Regions from separate parts of the Zea mays genome. Here regions 1 and 2 are each linked to region 3. Evidence: chromatin contacts called from public Hi-C data. All regions are on one chromosome and are shown on one strand. The core of a region is the stretch at or near the end of the contact, and the rest is flanking DNA. Distances in the headings are between cores, read along the strand shown. Region 1 overlaps LOC109943490 (a long non-coding RNA gene). Region 2 holds the start of LOC100283066 (sorbitol dehydrogenase homolog 1). Region 3 holds the start of LOC103645193.

What was found. Hi-C and Micro-C count contacts between places; a contact is called where the count stands out from the background.
Region 1: a Hi-C map of tassel shows a contact between it and region 3, with 2.6 times the contacts expected there. The contact joins the enhancer-like site here to the promoter of LOC103645193 in region 3. A contact is called at or near these places in 2 of 25 Hi-C or Micro-C datasets (leaf and tassel).
Region 2: a Hi-C map of tassel shows a contact between it and region 3, with 4 times the contacts expected there. The contact joins the promoter of LOC100283066 here to the promoter of LOC103645193 in region 3. A contact is called at or near these places in 5 of 25 Hi-C or Micro-C datasets (bundle sheath, ear, endosperm and 2 more).

What each region holds. Positions count from the first base shown.
Region 1 is chr1:201,430,771-201,435,721 of Zm-B73-REFERENCE-NAM-5.0, forward strand. It overlaps LOC109943490 (a long non-coding RNA gene), which reads right to left. Exons shown (of 6, transcript XR_004855452.1): 4 at 4,918-4,951; 5 at 4,391-4,549; 6 at 3,079-3,937. Among protein-coding and RNA genes, the nearest start is that of LOC109943490, 8.1 kb to the right of the region's middle. Within about 2 kb of position 3,376, at least 13 of the 20 cell types and tissues checked have an H3K27ac peak or open chromatin away from gene starts, as enhancers often do. A contact at or near this core is called in tassel, where this site is marked.
Region 2 is chr1:201,606,223-201,611,266 of Zm-B73-REFERENCE-NAM-5.0, forward strand. LOC100283066 (sorbitol dehydrogenase homolog 1) reads left to right here and starts at 3,470. Exons shown (of 3, transcript NM_001155968.2): 1 at 3,470-3,796. The coding sequence starts at 3,673.
Region 3 is chr1:201,924,600-201,928,967 of Zm-B73-REFERENCE-NAM-5.0, forward strand. LOC103645193 reads left to right here and starts at 2,829. Exons shown (of 5, transcript XM_023300874.1): 1 at 2,829-2,837; 2 at 3,032-3,211; 3 at 3,316-3,510. The coding sequence starts at 2,829. It overlaps LOC109943721 (a long non-coding RNA gene), which reads right to left and starts at 2,472. Exons shown (of 2, transcript XR_002266805.1): 1 at 2,197-2,472; 2 at 1,638-2,084.

The DNA of each region.
Region 1 (4,951 bases), core at 2,126-4,625, 490 kb before region 3:
TGGCGGCAGAACGCAGAACCCAGCACATTGTTTGGTCTCGTATACTATGAATGTCGGCTCTTGACCGGACTTCGTACGTTCTCTTGCCTCCGTTTTCGTGCTGCAGTAGCTAGCGACGAGCAACAAAAAAAAAAAATCCTGCCTTCTTTCAACTCCCAGATTACTTGGAAAAGCTAGAGTGGCCCTATAATCGGCGGGTATTAGTTTGTTTTTTAATTTTTTTTTATTTCAAACCTTTACAAACAGCTCTTTAATTACATTCACTTGATACGTACCTATTGTGACATCAAACAGTTCGGATCGATATAGGTATGTGAGGTCTCCTCATAGATTTCCGCTTAGATTTTCATAGGCTAACATACCAATAATTAAATGTTGGAACTTAATGACCAATAGAAGTTAGTAAATTATGTGAATATGAAACAAAAATCACTATAAATGAAGGTTACACGCGGTTTTCAAGACCTTGAAAATGAGTTGATATGGTTTCATCCTCATAAAACTAATTTCATCCCATGAAACTCAATCCTCTCAAATGTTATGCCATATATCACCAATAAATCTGATGTGGCACACTATTAAATTTGCATGAAACCACCTCTGAGAATAGCCTTATTATCAGCAACCATCTCTCATCTCATGATAGTGCAGGCGGGTGTGTGTGCGGGAAAGCGGCACACACACGAAAAGCATGGGATGCAGGTGTGTGTGGTGCGGGAAAGTGGCACACACACGGAATAAGGTGGTTGCGATGCCCAGCGAGATGGCGCGGCTGCCAGGGGCCCGTGGCAGCCCAAAAACTAGGCCTATCTTCAACAACACATCCACCGACCATCCTAATAACCATGAAATAACCTAGTTATGAGTGGGCAAAAAACCCACGTTTAGCTCAGCGGGGGCACAACTCCCACTCAAATTGGCAGTTGGAAACTAAGACTCCGCTTGTCTTGTCTTAAAACTTCTAATCCTTTACTAATCGAACACTGATATATGTGAACGTGAGTATCAGACAAATATCGACGCGATTAGAACGCACAAGCACATCGAGAAGATATATATATATCTCTACTATATTTAAGTAGGCGGAAGAATTCCACCGTGCGTCGTCTCCGCCCGTGATTGCTATGTCTGATGCCATGTGTGTCCCACGCCTAGCTGTCAGCGCAGCAGAATTGATCGTGGTACGAAGCTAGGCCCACTGCTAGATTTTTTTTGTGGTTGACTACATGCTCCCCTTTTAGAGTGTTCTCTGGAGCCCTCTATTATATTGGGATGATGACCGTCTTTCATATACCAAATCCTTAGTTTTTGTCCAGAGTTCGCCAGGAAATAATATTTCATCTTCAACATAAGTTTTAAGTCGTATTCTACTCGCAAAAGAGATAATTTATGTACATGAGTTAGCTTTACAAATACATACATGTGCAGAACAATATATGTAATTTCAAAAATAACAACCGGCCGGCGCCTAGCTGCGTCCGCTGCCCTGTGGGCCCAGCGCCAGCCCGGCCGCCCGCCCCCACAGCGCACTCTCCACATCAGGGCGCAAAATATATTGCACAACTGAAATTCGAACACACGACTCCCCGTTCCGAACATCTAGCGCCTACCTTCGGATTACACATTCCTTTGAACTTAATAGGGATAAATAATTTAAATATGCATATAATAATATTTAGAAACCGGAGTCCGTACCAAATTGCCTTAGTGTGTATATATATAGCGAGCCATCGTCCCGGCCGTCGTGACGTACGTACCTGCAGCAGAGGTAGATAGATAGTTTCGATCTGTTAATTAGCTTCTATAGTCCGCTGGTGATATGGAGCTCGCCGGCGTCGGCGGCCTCGAGGACGAGGACTGGTACGATGTGGGCACGACGACGGCGCCGGCCGCGACGAAGCCGCCGCCGCTCACCCACGACGACAACCGCGGCTTCCTCCGGATGCTTCGCGAGAAGAAAGAGAGGTGATATATTGCGCCAACAGATGAACTATAGTAACATGCATGCTGCATGCATCGATCAATCTGTTATTATCATATTATTCTAGATATGAGTTGCAAAGTCCGGCCCTGATGAACTGGCTGGCATGGTCGGAGCGCAGGCTGGGCGTGGAGGCGCACAAGGTGGAGGTGCGGTTCGAGAGGCTCGCCGTGGAGGCGGACGTCCGCGTCGGCAGCCGCGCCGTCCCGACGCTGCTCAACTCCGCCGTCAACGCCGCCCAGGTAATAACGACACGACGGACCCCGCCGCCGTCGTCGTCGTCGTGTTTCATCTACGTACGCCGCCGCAGCCGCGATGCACTAGTAGTAGCTGTTCCGTTCGTCGCATTGATTCCTTCCTTGGTTTTCTTTGTGGCTTTGTCTCTCCTCCTTCCTCCTATGGATGGTGCATGCATATAGCATTAGCATTGCTGCTGCAAGCTGCAAGGAGTTTTCTTTTTTCTTTTTTTCCCGAAAAGATCGACTTCTATCTGCCTATTTTTTACATATATGATTTCGTATAATTTCGTTCGTCGGAAAGATAGAAATTAAAAGGGCTGTGGATTTGGTGAGACACGTCGAATGGATTGTCCTCCCATCCTAAACACCTTTGCTCTGATCCGTTTTCCGTTGAGGTGCTTGCGAACGATCCAAGCTGCAGCAACAGGTGCACGCAATAAATACGTCCGTCCGTCCGTGTAGCGTTTTTAGGTTACACCGGAGCTCCGTGCAAGGAGAAACGTGTATCGATCTCGCTAGCAGCCGCGCTTGTACACCGGTTAAACTTTTTAAAACTGGCTAGATTTGATAATATCAATATTTATAGTTCGAAACATGTTTGTTTTTAAAAAAACATATTCCATTATAGATTAATCTACTTATTACGCATCCTAATATCAGTATATTAGAAAAGTTTAACCACTCTAAAAGTCAGATATATGTTCTTTCCAAATAAACAGAGGAAGTAGTTAGCAGAGCATGGTTGGTTCCATCTACTACTGTCGATAAAAAAAAGATCAAATTCTGCAAGTTTGAAACAACAAATACTAGTACGACGTACGTTGGACCATATTAAAACAACACTTGCATCATTCAGAGTTATGGCACTATGCATGGATCTTATAGTATTTCCTGAGATTTAGGACGTTGAAAGAAGCAATTAGAGTAATGTATAGTGGATTGCTGGCGGATCTTTGTAGTTAGCTTTCTATTATTAATTTATGATCAACTTGTGACTAAACTGGCTATAGCAGTATAGCCTGCTTTTCTTCTCTCTCTCCTCAGTCTTGCCAAGCTTCGAGTTCCTCATTTACTCGTGGTAGGAAGCAGCGCAGACCATGACGTTGACGAGACCGCCTTTAATGTGGGCCTGTCCGATCCCCCAGCCTGCCGCATCATCAGTAGTGCTTCTTGGCGTCCCCCTGCGCGCTGGGAGTGAACCAAGAGAACCCAACACGTCTGCTAGATTCCTCATGATTAATGAGGCTCATCTTGTGCCCAAATAGATAGTGGGACATTGATGCATCAGCAGGTTCTATGCTGTAAGAAAAACATAAATAAAAATTACAAAATCACGACTGTAAGCGGGTTTGTAAATCTGCAGACAACCTTAGGCCAGTTCGAATTGAACACATGGAGTTCAGTCCAGAATCGAAAGGATACCGCGCCTCGTTACGGTTACGCTGCTGCGTGCTTTAGCGAGAGCTAAAATACAAGTGTATGGCATGCATGTGTTTGTTTTACAATGCAAAGTTGGTAGGTCATATTCGGGGAAAAAGAGAGAGAGAGAGAGAGAGATTTCTGATGATGAGTTTATTTTGCTTTCAGGAATTAGCGACGTCTGTCCATATGTGTGTTACCAGGAAAAGACCTATGAGAATCATAAACGAAGTAAGCGGGGTCATCCGGCCGTCAAGGTACATGTCTCCTCATGCGCACAGACTTGGATCCCAGCATCCTGTTGTATGTCAAACATAAGCGCTTGATCAGATTTAGCGGAAAAGTTAATAAAAATGCATGCGTATGAATTTTATAGTCTGTTATTAGCCAACAGTTTGACTTAGGATAAACTTAGGTCCCTCATATTTCAGGACGAAGGGAGTAATTCGTTAAGATATATACTGAATTTTATATCCCATTCTGTCAGGATGACGCTCCTTCTGGGAGCGCCTGGATCAGGCAAGACGACTCTTCTAAAAGCGTTGGCAGGAAAACTGGATTCTTCTTTGAAGGTACACTGAGTTGCTTTCATGCTAACCAAAGTATTTGTCAACATAAAAAGAGGCAAAAAAAAACAGACAATACTGTGAAGCATCAACTAACATAAATATATGTTGCCAATGACTGTGAACAGTTCAAGGGAAAAGTCATGTACAATGGAGAAGAAATGAATCACTCAACACCGCAGTACCTGCGTGCTTATGTTAGCCAGTATGATCTCCATCATGCTGAGATGACAGTGAGGGAGACAATCAACTTCTCTTCTAAGATGTTCGGAACCAATAACGAATTCGGTAAGACATACTCTTGCATATAGTGAGCTTTCCATTTTGAAGGTCATTGGAATGTGCTGCAATTTATGACAAGGCAAACACGTTAAAACTCAAGAAGAAAGTATCTACATGATACTCCAGATAAATCAAATTTTCCATGGCAACTATACTGACACAAATTTCCTGTTTGTACGGAATGACAAATCCAGAGATGCTAGGAGAAGCAATAAGAAGAAAAAAGGGTGTCATCAATAAAGTGGACCAAGATCTTGATTCGTTCATTAAGGTAGCTCTTCTTTACTAAGATTTTTGAAAGACCGGATTATGTTTTGTTTGGTTACTCAAATAGCTCGTCTCTCAGGCCACCACCTTTGGAGAAGGAAGCAACCTCACAACAAACTACATTATCAAGGTAATTTAGTTACTTGTTTGATTTGCTGTATACCTTGATGATACAATAGTAACAGTTGATTGTATGC
Region 2 (5,044 bases), core at 2,220-4,719, 320 kb before region 3:
CAGGTCCGCGGCGGCACAGCCGTGCCGTGGCCCGCGGGGGAGCGACCTCTCCCTCGCCGCCGATCGAGCGCGCGCCGACGCCGAATCCTTCCAGTCCAATCCAGTCCGCGCCGATCGACTGTTACGGGAGTCGCTGTGATGCATCGGTGGCGTGGCGTGGCGTCGCCGTCGCCGATCGACTCGCCGCCGCCTGTGTTCTTTCTTCCTCGAAATAGCGGTGGATCCTTGGACCGTGCCACGACGTTTTAACGGGACGACCGCCGGTAAATGCCAAGGGTTTTAATGTGGAAAGGCGACCGGTAATTGCGGCTGGATTGGATTGGATGGGCTCGAGCTCGACTCGACTGGAGCTCACGATGTGTGCGTGGGGGCCAGCCACAGCCACACCTGCGTACAGGACAGGCGCCGTCGAGCACGTTTGCTTTTGGGCCGTGCGTGGGACCGGCGCGTCAGTGGGTCTCTCTCTCTCTCTCGCTCGCTACCTGTCACGTGGGGTACGGTCGTGCGTCGAGCTGTCAGCAGTAAACGGGAAAGAGGGTTCCCAGTGCTGCCCTGGAGCTACAGGTACAGTACAGAGTGTGTACGTACCTTGATGGCGATTGGCGACATTCTTGCAACTGCGTACATGCAGTATTTGTCATGGGCATGGGCTCATGGCGCCATCCTGCTCTGTCCAAACGTATGCCTTATGCCTATCCAGTGTGGCAGTGTCCACCAACGCCTGCTACTACTACACTTGTATCGACGGCAACCGGCCGAGTTTGGACTGGACATGATGCCATGCTAATCTTAACTGCCCTTCATTTCGACCAGCGACCAAATTAATCGTGCAGTGCCAATGGCGACAGTCACGCACGGAAGTCGGAAGCAGTGCTGCTGCTGGTATGGGACGCTCCATTTCGCCTTTTTCAGCCTCGCCGGGATCATCTCCTCATCTTTTTTTTTTCTTCCCTGTAGAGCTCCTCTAAGAGTACTCCTACTTTCAAAACTACTGTTTCTAGTCCCCTCGTAAAAATTCTAAAAAAATATTATAGTTTAAATTTGATGATATATAGAGAGAAGAGGGAGCATGAGGCCTTTATGGGGAGAGAGTTTTTAAAAAATATATGTAATTAGATCACTGTCGCTTATTGATGGGGCGGCAGACATCTATTCGTGTAGTTTTTAATTCTGGGGTATAGAATTCAGATTTCGAATATTTTTATAAAATAAAACGGAAAAGGGAAGCAGTGGAACTGGGCCAGATGGCCTCCTCAGTCGTATCAGTCCAATCATCTACAAGGCCTTCTATCATTCGCTTGCAGCCCAAGTTGTCCCAAGCATTGCCGAAGCGTGCTGATCGCGGTTGCAGTCCAGCCCAACCTAACCTCATGATTAAGTCTGTTGAACTGTAAAAAATATTTTTTTTAGAGGCGACAGGGAACATTTTTTTTACGATAGGGATATAAAACATCTTTTTAGAGCAAGAGATGGAGGACAGTTTTCTTAGATAGAGAGATAGACAGAAGATTTCTAGATCAATTGAAGAAGAGATAGAGAAAACATTTATTGAAGACAAGAGCTAGAGAAAACATTTGACTATGTGCCTATGTGACGGTGCGTCCAATGGATAGGTGAGGCCTGCGTCAGTTCAGATAAAAACAACCCCCTTTTTTATATTCCAGTAATGAAATTAGAAATTGCAGCAGGCCATGCATCCATCGTGCAGCTACTCTATCTACAAAATCTACAAAAAGGACGCGTTTCCTTGGTCGTCATCGCGCTGCTATCTATCGCAGGTCGCCATCTTCCGGACGGAATATCAAAATGCTGTGGACGAAACATGAGGGCACCTTCGGTCGAGTCACCCACCGTTTCGTGTGTCACATACATACCAGCGTCTCGCGCGCAGGGATAGAAATAGATGTCTGGATGGGAACTCGAATTATTCGATCCGCTAAAACTTGTAATATAGCTATCTGTATTCATTTTTTTTCTAATATAAGTACTAAATAAATGTACTAGAATTTGTTTTTTATAGCCGGTCCAAAACCGTATTGGATAAACATATAAAGTAGTCGATATTCATCTCGAGAACAAGATATAATAAACCTATTTGAAAGTTTTTCTTTTCGTAACTAGTGACTAATTATTTGACTAGTTTAGTTGTCCATGTATCACTACGGTTTTTATATATGATATATGGTTTTCTTTGTATAACGCAAATCAATATAAGCTGCAATTGAGACGGTGGTTTGCATCCTAACTGCTGCATTTTTTTTGATATATTCACTGACGCGCGATAAATGCTTACGGAGGGGAATGATGCATGACGAAACTCCGACTTGATATTAGTAAGGATTTAAATAGTACTAAGAATAAATTGAAACTATTTACGATATCTTTCAATATTGATTTCATACTATTAGTATACATGAATTTAAAATAAATTTAGTATTTTTCTAATTTAATTTGAACCTAACGTATCTGTTGTTGTCAATTATTTTAATAGTCTATTTTTTGGGAATATAATATTGTTTTAGTTCAATGGTAAATATTACACAAATAATAATTGATTATTTGGTATGTCTAAATATTAAATATTTATGAGTAACTAGCTTATTTTATTTAAGTTTATTCAGTTTATCTATTGTTTTATTAAATATCCGTATCTAATATAATTTAGTTTATTTCAATGTTAGAGACCATTATAAGGCTATTTTGATTTTTATTTCATGTTAATTATCGATGAACTTAGTCATGAAATTCTATTTATCTATGTTAAATTTAGCAATAATACACGCGCTGGTCTCTGAGTTAAATTAAGTGAACATTCGAATAGAAACCTGAATCCAGTATATTTATTTTGAATTCGTATTCAAAAGGATTTGTACTGAATCTAGATTAAAATATGATAAGAAGATGGTGTCCAGATCTGATTCCATACGCGTTTCGGTTTGTTTCGGTTTCGATTACTGCTCTCCAGACAGATACCGTGCCCGACATGCATGTTCTAATCACACGCCTCCCCGCCCACTGCATTTCGCATCAATCCAGAAGATTTCGCAGCCAAAGCAGTATCCAACGGATGAATGGTGGTCACCAGCCCAGCAGCCCTCGACTCGACGACGACTCTGTGAGCGCGACCACAGGTCACAGGTGCTTGCACTGCACTCATCCTGGTGGTGGAGTGATGGTTCAGTTCATCAGTTGTGGCTTGTGGCGCCGCGGCGAGTGGCTGCGCGCGTGACTGTTTGTTTGGTTCACTACCTCAGTTGCCACACTTTGCCTAACTTTTCTGTCTAATGTTAGTTATTCAATTCGAACGACTAACCTTAGGCAAAGTGTGGTATATTTAGCCACAAACCAAACATGCCAGGCGGGAAGCGAGCCAAGGCCAGGTCCAGGCCAAAAAATCTCACGCTTCGCCTGACGCCTGCTCCTGGTCGTTACAGATAGAGACGGATAAGCATGACAGCGCAGGCCGCGCGGCGTGGACTCCATGCCTGCAAGGGGACAATAGAGATGCCGTCTGCGTCCGCGGCGGCATCGGCGCCGGCGTCACCCCCCGCTATAAATCCGTCGCACCCGCCCACCCACCTGCCGTGCCAGTGCTCTCATCTGCGTACACGGTCTCCCTCTTCCTGTCAGTAGTAGAGTGAGAGTGAGGCAGCGAGTAGGAGACAAGGGGAAATGGGGAAGGGAGCGCAAGGGAGCGATGCGGCGGCGGCGGGCGGCGAGGTGGAGGAGAACATGGCGGCGTGGCTGGTTGCCAAGAACACCCTCAAGATCATGCCCTTCAAGCTCCCGCCCGTCGGTACGTGCCTCGGTTCCATCCTTCTTTCTCGCTGCTTATTGTTTGCTCTGTTCTAGGAATCAGAGAGATCGATAAGTTTTTTTTTTATCAAATCGATCGGTACCCTGCACCTGCAGTACAGCCTTGCAAGTTGCCAAGTTCCCATCTTTTTTTGCATTGTCTTATCGTGTTTGCACGTGCTGAACACGATGGCGAATATGTAGTCAGGAATCTATATCGAAGATTTGGATCAGCGTCAGCGTTTTCCTCCCTTTTGGGATGGAATTAGTAGGGCATGTTCTTCTTCGTTTTTTAGGAAACGGTATGTTCTTTTTATTAAAAAAATCTATGGTCAAAAGAAGGGGGATATTGAACTATTTATTGCACAAGGTAGTTACAGTATCATCAGCACTGGATCGCGTGTACAGGAAACATCAGTGCATCTTTTCCAAGATCCTAACTACTCCAGCACAAGGGAACCCACTCATTCAATAGGCTAGCAGAATATTAACCGTGCTAATGCTACGGTTCCGAAGAGCGGGGAAGGAGGGAGGACCCGGTGGTGGCGGTGAGGGGAGGTGTGGCAGGGTCGCGGGGAGAGAGGAGAATTGTACTATATGTGTGAGGCATGAGAAAAGCACGAGTAAAGAAGAATGATATAATAATATCGGTTATTACGTTTGAATAAGAAAGAGAAGGGTTATACTTTAACCGTTTGTTTTGAAAGTGTGTTATGTATATGTGCAATTTGTTTGATGAATTTAGAGGAGGTCATGAGTTGGAGGTGATTTGGTTAGAAGTGTTTCTCAAAGTTTAGTCTGGTGGGTTGTATATGGGGTATAGATATAGATAAAAGGACAGAATTTGCAGTAACTTCAAAGTTCAGATCTGAATTAGATAAAATCAGTAGTGCGCCATACAGACTTTGCTGTTCGCAATTTCTTTTCGTTTACTGGAGAGAATTGCATCTGTAAGGTGTACGTGATATTAAAAATGAGCATTTGAGACATGCCACTATGAACTCAGCGATGCACAGCACCCCTGAGTGCAGCCACTCAGGAAGCCGTCGTTTCGAGCTGCAGGAATAGCTTCTATAGTTATTAACACGGTAACACCCTTGCTGTTGCACAGCGCATATCTCAGTTCAGAAGAACTGAACTTATGTGTAATGCTACTGAGGTGCAGTTTATCAACAGCTTTCATTTAGGACTTAGGTGTGGTGGATGTAGCTGTTCCAAGTAGCAATCAAATACGGCCTGAAGTGCTAAA
Region 3 (4,368 bases), core at 1,579-4,078:
GGTGAGGTCGACGCTCGATCGGTTCGCGTGGGGCGGGGAGGGACGATGGAACGGTAGACGGGTCGGTGGGTCGACCAGATCTGAGCTCGTCGGCCTGTACTTGCCGCTGTAGCTGCCCAGCTTGGTTTGTTGGATGTCGCCGCTGTGGCAGCATGATCCGCAACAGCCCCGGCGTCAGGCTGGCTGCTTCGTCTCATGCGATGTGCAGTCGTGTTTGAGTTGACAGGACGAGAGCTGCATGTCATTGTAGTACGTTACGTATGTATCCTCGGAGAGCCCCCCGAAATGCTACTGTAGGCGACTGGTGGCCTGGTGGGCGGCATAGCACTATAGCAGCTGTGTCGCCAAAGTGTAAGACGCGGTGGTAGCTGCTGTTGATCATCACTCACTTTACGGGCGCCCTTCTTCTTCTGGAGAATCTGGGCTGTGGCCCATGATCTCCTTCTCCCATCCTATGCAGGCATGTTCTGTCTTTCTGGCCCATGGGCGGAGCTCTTCTACTTTTATCGGCCCTCGTTTGTTGCCGTGGCCCATTACGGGAGTTCGGATCTGGCCCGTCAGGAACCTCTTTTGATTTGTCAACGAACCACCTTTCAGTAACAGATCTCTAGTTATGATAGAACGCCTTCTTACCATGGGTAAGGCAATTTGTTTTGTTTTTTTTTTTTTGGTCATTTGTTTGGAACCTTTCAGTAACTGATCTCTGGTATAGCTTCCGGTGGCTCTAGCTCCTCCAAAACACTGTACCAGTACCGTTTACTGCAGTAGCGTGGAGCTTTTCAAGTTCGGAGACCAAAAAAAAAGATGAACTACACGAGTGGCAAACCAACAATTTCAGATTCACCAGTTTCGGCTTCCTTTTGGTTGGGTTAGAGCCCGAACCCGAACCATTATATGGGCCGGGTATATGTATTTCCGTCGGAGTCTGTCGTGTTGAATCGATTGCTTTATATATACATCAAAATAAACGCATTTATATAATAAGTGATCTCTTCATAAGTTAATTATATATATTTATCATTAATTATTACATTACATGTAAATTTAACGGGTCCCCGTTTATTCGTTGAGGAAGAATTTCACCGTTTACATCTATGTGGGGAAGAAACTTCCACGTCTACATCTTTTAATGGAGGAATTCCTCACGAGGAATCGGGGATTGGATTCCCATTGACATCTCTAGTCGAGTCTAATTAACATACCAGCGTCTCCCAGCAGACTCCGGAACACAGATCCACCCAGACGTTTGTAGTGTGCTACTTAGGGTTCGATATCGAGCCAACTCGGCTCAGCTCGTCCGAGTTCGAGCTGGCCCGTTAAGCTAACGAATTGGCTTGGCTCGACTCATTAAGCCGACGAGCCACATAGTCAGCTCGGCTCGTTTATGAGCTCAATCTAACTCGTTTAGCTCGACAGTCAGAGCAAAACGAACAATATATATAATGATCAATTTATAGTTAATTCGAAACTAATTTAACAATAGAAATAATAATTATACACATAGTTTCACAGACCACGTCAATGTAACACCAAATGAACATAACTCATCAATTCACAATTCACACACATATTCATCGGTTTAACCATAGTTATATTCACATAGACTAATTTAACATATAGTCATAGTTTATCAATCATTAGTTTAACTCATATGACATATACACCATACATAAATATAATATGTTCATCAATTATTACATAAATGATATACATATAGTTTTATTTTGTTGAAACATATTAGCTCGTTTAGCTTGCGAGTTGGCTCGTTAACAAACCGAACTAGAATGTCATCTCAGCTCGTAAAAAAATTCAAACGAACTGATATAACTGACCACGAACCGAAGTAGCAGACGAGCTATGAACATCTCGTCAAGCCGTAGTTGTCAGCCGAACGCGCGTGCCCTGTTGTTTGTTCGTTTGCTTTCCGACGCGCCGCACATGCTGGGACGCGTATAGACGTAGCGTTTATTCGCCAGGGGCAGAGCGTTTACCTTGGACCGCTGACTCTTCCTCCTCGGCTCCTCCAACAAAAACAAAACGTAAAGGAGAGCGCACGGGGGGAAGAAAAGTATTGCCGCGCGCACCTGCATTGCCGCGCGCACGTCACTGGCGGGGGCGGACAGGTAAAGCGCAACAGCCGATGGAGGAAGGGCCGACGACCGTGAGCGACGAAAAGAACAAAGAGGAATGACCTACCTGCCCGGGCACAGGCACAGCAACCCCCTCCTCTGTGCTCTCCTCACCCGACGCGGGAGAGGCTGCTGCTGCAGTGCTGCACACGCGACACGCCTCGCCACCTACCCCGCTGCAGTGTAGGGCTACCGAGGGGTCCGAGACCTTCACCTTCAGGTTTTCGTTGCAGCAGCTAGCAGGGCGTGCGCTGAAGAAGAAACAGCAGACTGGCCTGGTGTGGTGTACTGGTGTGCTCAACAAAATGCGCAATCGAAGGCACGCACGACACGACCAGGCCGGCCTTTGTTTTCTAGCTAATGACGACCCTTACGTACATTTATTAATAATCCGTCGTTGAATACACGAGCCATTGGTGTGTCGGTGCAGTCACGGCCCCAGTGACGGCCGACGACGGCGACGCCGCAGCGGCACCGAAAAGCACACACATCGATTATACTACTGCTAGCGGCCGGTCAGAGCCGCCGGCGAGTTCTCTTTGCGTCGCGTGCTTCGACCGGTTACGGTTATCTTATTATGCATGCGCTGGCCGGGCTGGGCTTGAGAAGAAGCTTCCGTCCCAGTCCCAGTCCCAGTCCCAGTCCCAGTCCCAGAGAGCTAGGCTCCGCGGTCGCCTCATCGAGTCGTCGGCACCCCCCATGCATGCTGCACACATGAGTTCACCCTGTGAGTTTTAAGTTGGTATATCTTGCCTCTTTTGTGATAGATCGAGGTGGAGAGTACCGTTTCGGTTTAGTCTCTGTTGTGTTCCTCAGCTAAATTTGAGTGCGTGCTCATCGGTCATCACCCAAAATATCCGGCAAAATAATTAGCACGTCTTTGACGAGCTTTAGTTTTCTAGAGATTTGCCTGTGCTCAAGGGTTAATTCTCCGAAAGAAAATTCTGGATTCCATTCACCACGCCCACGCTCCTCTTCTGGCCGTGTTCTCGGTCCTTCACACGCCCAGCACACACTATACTGGAACCAGATCCGCTGCCTTACGGCAGCCTGCCGTGCGCTCGTCGATCTTCAAACCAACGGTGATCTGCTGTCCTCTCCCTCAGTAGTGTATGGAGCGGCCCAACAGAGTAATTCTGGCCCACTTCTTTTCTTCGTTTCTTATTTCTTTCATCTAGGAACACAGCGCAACGGAGGAAAAAGCAGCGGGAAAGGCTGCCTGTTTTGGCGCCAGATACAGAGAGACAGTGACAAAAGGAACCAACGGACAGGGCAAAAAGCACCAAATACAGAGAGACAGCGACGAAGGAAACCAACCAACAGACAAGGCAAAAAGCTGAGAAGCAAAGATGGAGGAAGATGCGACCAACGGATCAAACATGTGAGATGCACCACTTTATTTTTATTCCTAATATCATGGTCCATTTGTTCCTTTCTTTTAAATTTTAGTTGTCTTTTTTAGGGAGAATGTGTTGCCCTGTTTGATTCCTCGTATTGGAATGAAATTCAGAAACCCAGATGAGGGCTGGAGATTTTGGTTAGCGTATAGTGGTCAAAAAGGTTTTGATGTTAGAAAAAGGTACTCAAATACAAGTAAGATTGATGGAAACGTCACGTCATGTAGATTTGTTTGTGCTAATCAAGGTCATCGAGGGAAAGATAAAAAGGGGTATGAAGTAAAGTGTCATCGAGCTGAAACTAGAACGGATTGTGAAGTGCGTATGGGACTTGTAAAAGATAAAGAGTTTGGTGGATACAAAGTTTATGATTTGAATTTAGAACACAACCATAACCTTCACTTGCCAGAAACATTCCACTTGATGGTGTCACAAAGGAAAATTTCAGATTTGCAAGCTTTTGAAATTGAAACAGCTGATGACTCGGGAATAGGACCAAAAGCATCACATGAATTAGCATGTCGCCAAGTGGGTGGGCCGCTTAATTTGAGTTACACCATTCGTGACCATAAAAACTATTTGCGTGGCAAGCGACAACGAGAGATGGTATATGGTCAAGCTGGAAGCATGCTCAAATATTTCCAGGATAAAATGACAGAGAATCCGGCGTTCCAATATGCGACACAAATGGATGCTGAAGAGAAGATTGCAAATATATTTTGGGCTGATGCTAGAATGATTGCCGATTATATACACTTTGGTGACATTGTTTCGTTTGACACTACATTTGGGACGAATAGAGAGAGCCGGCCTTTCGGTGTCTTTGTTGGATTCAATCAGTT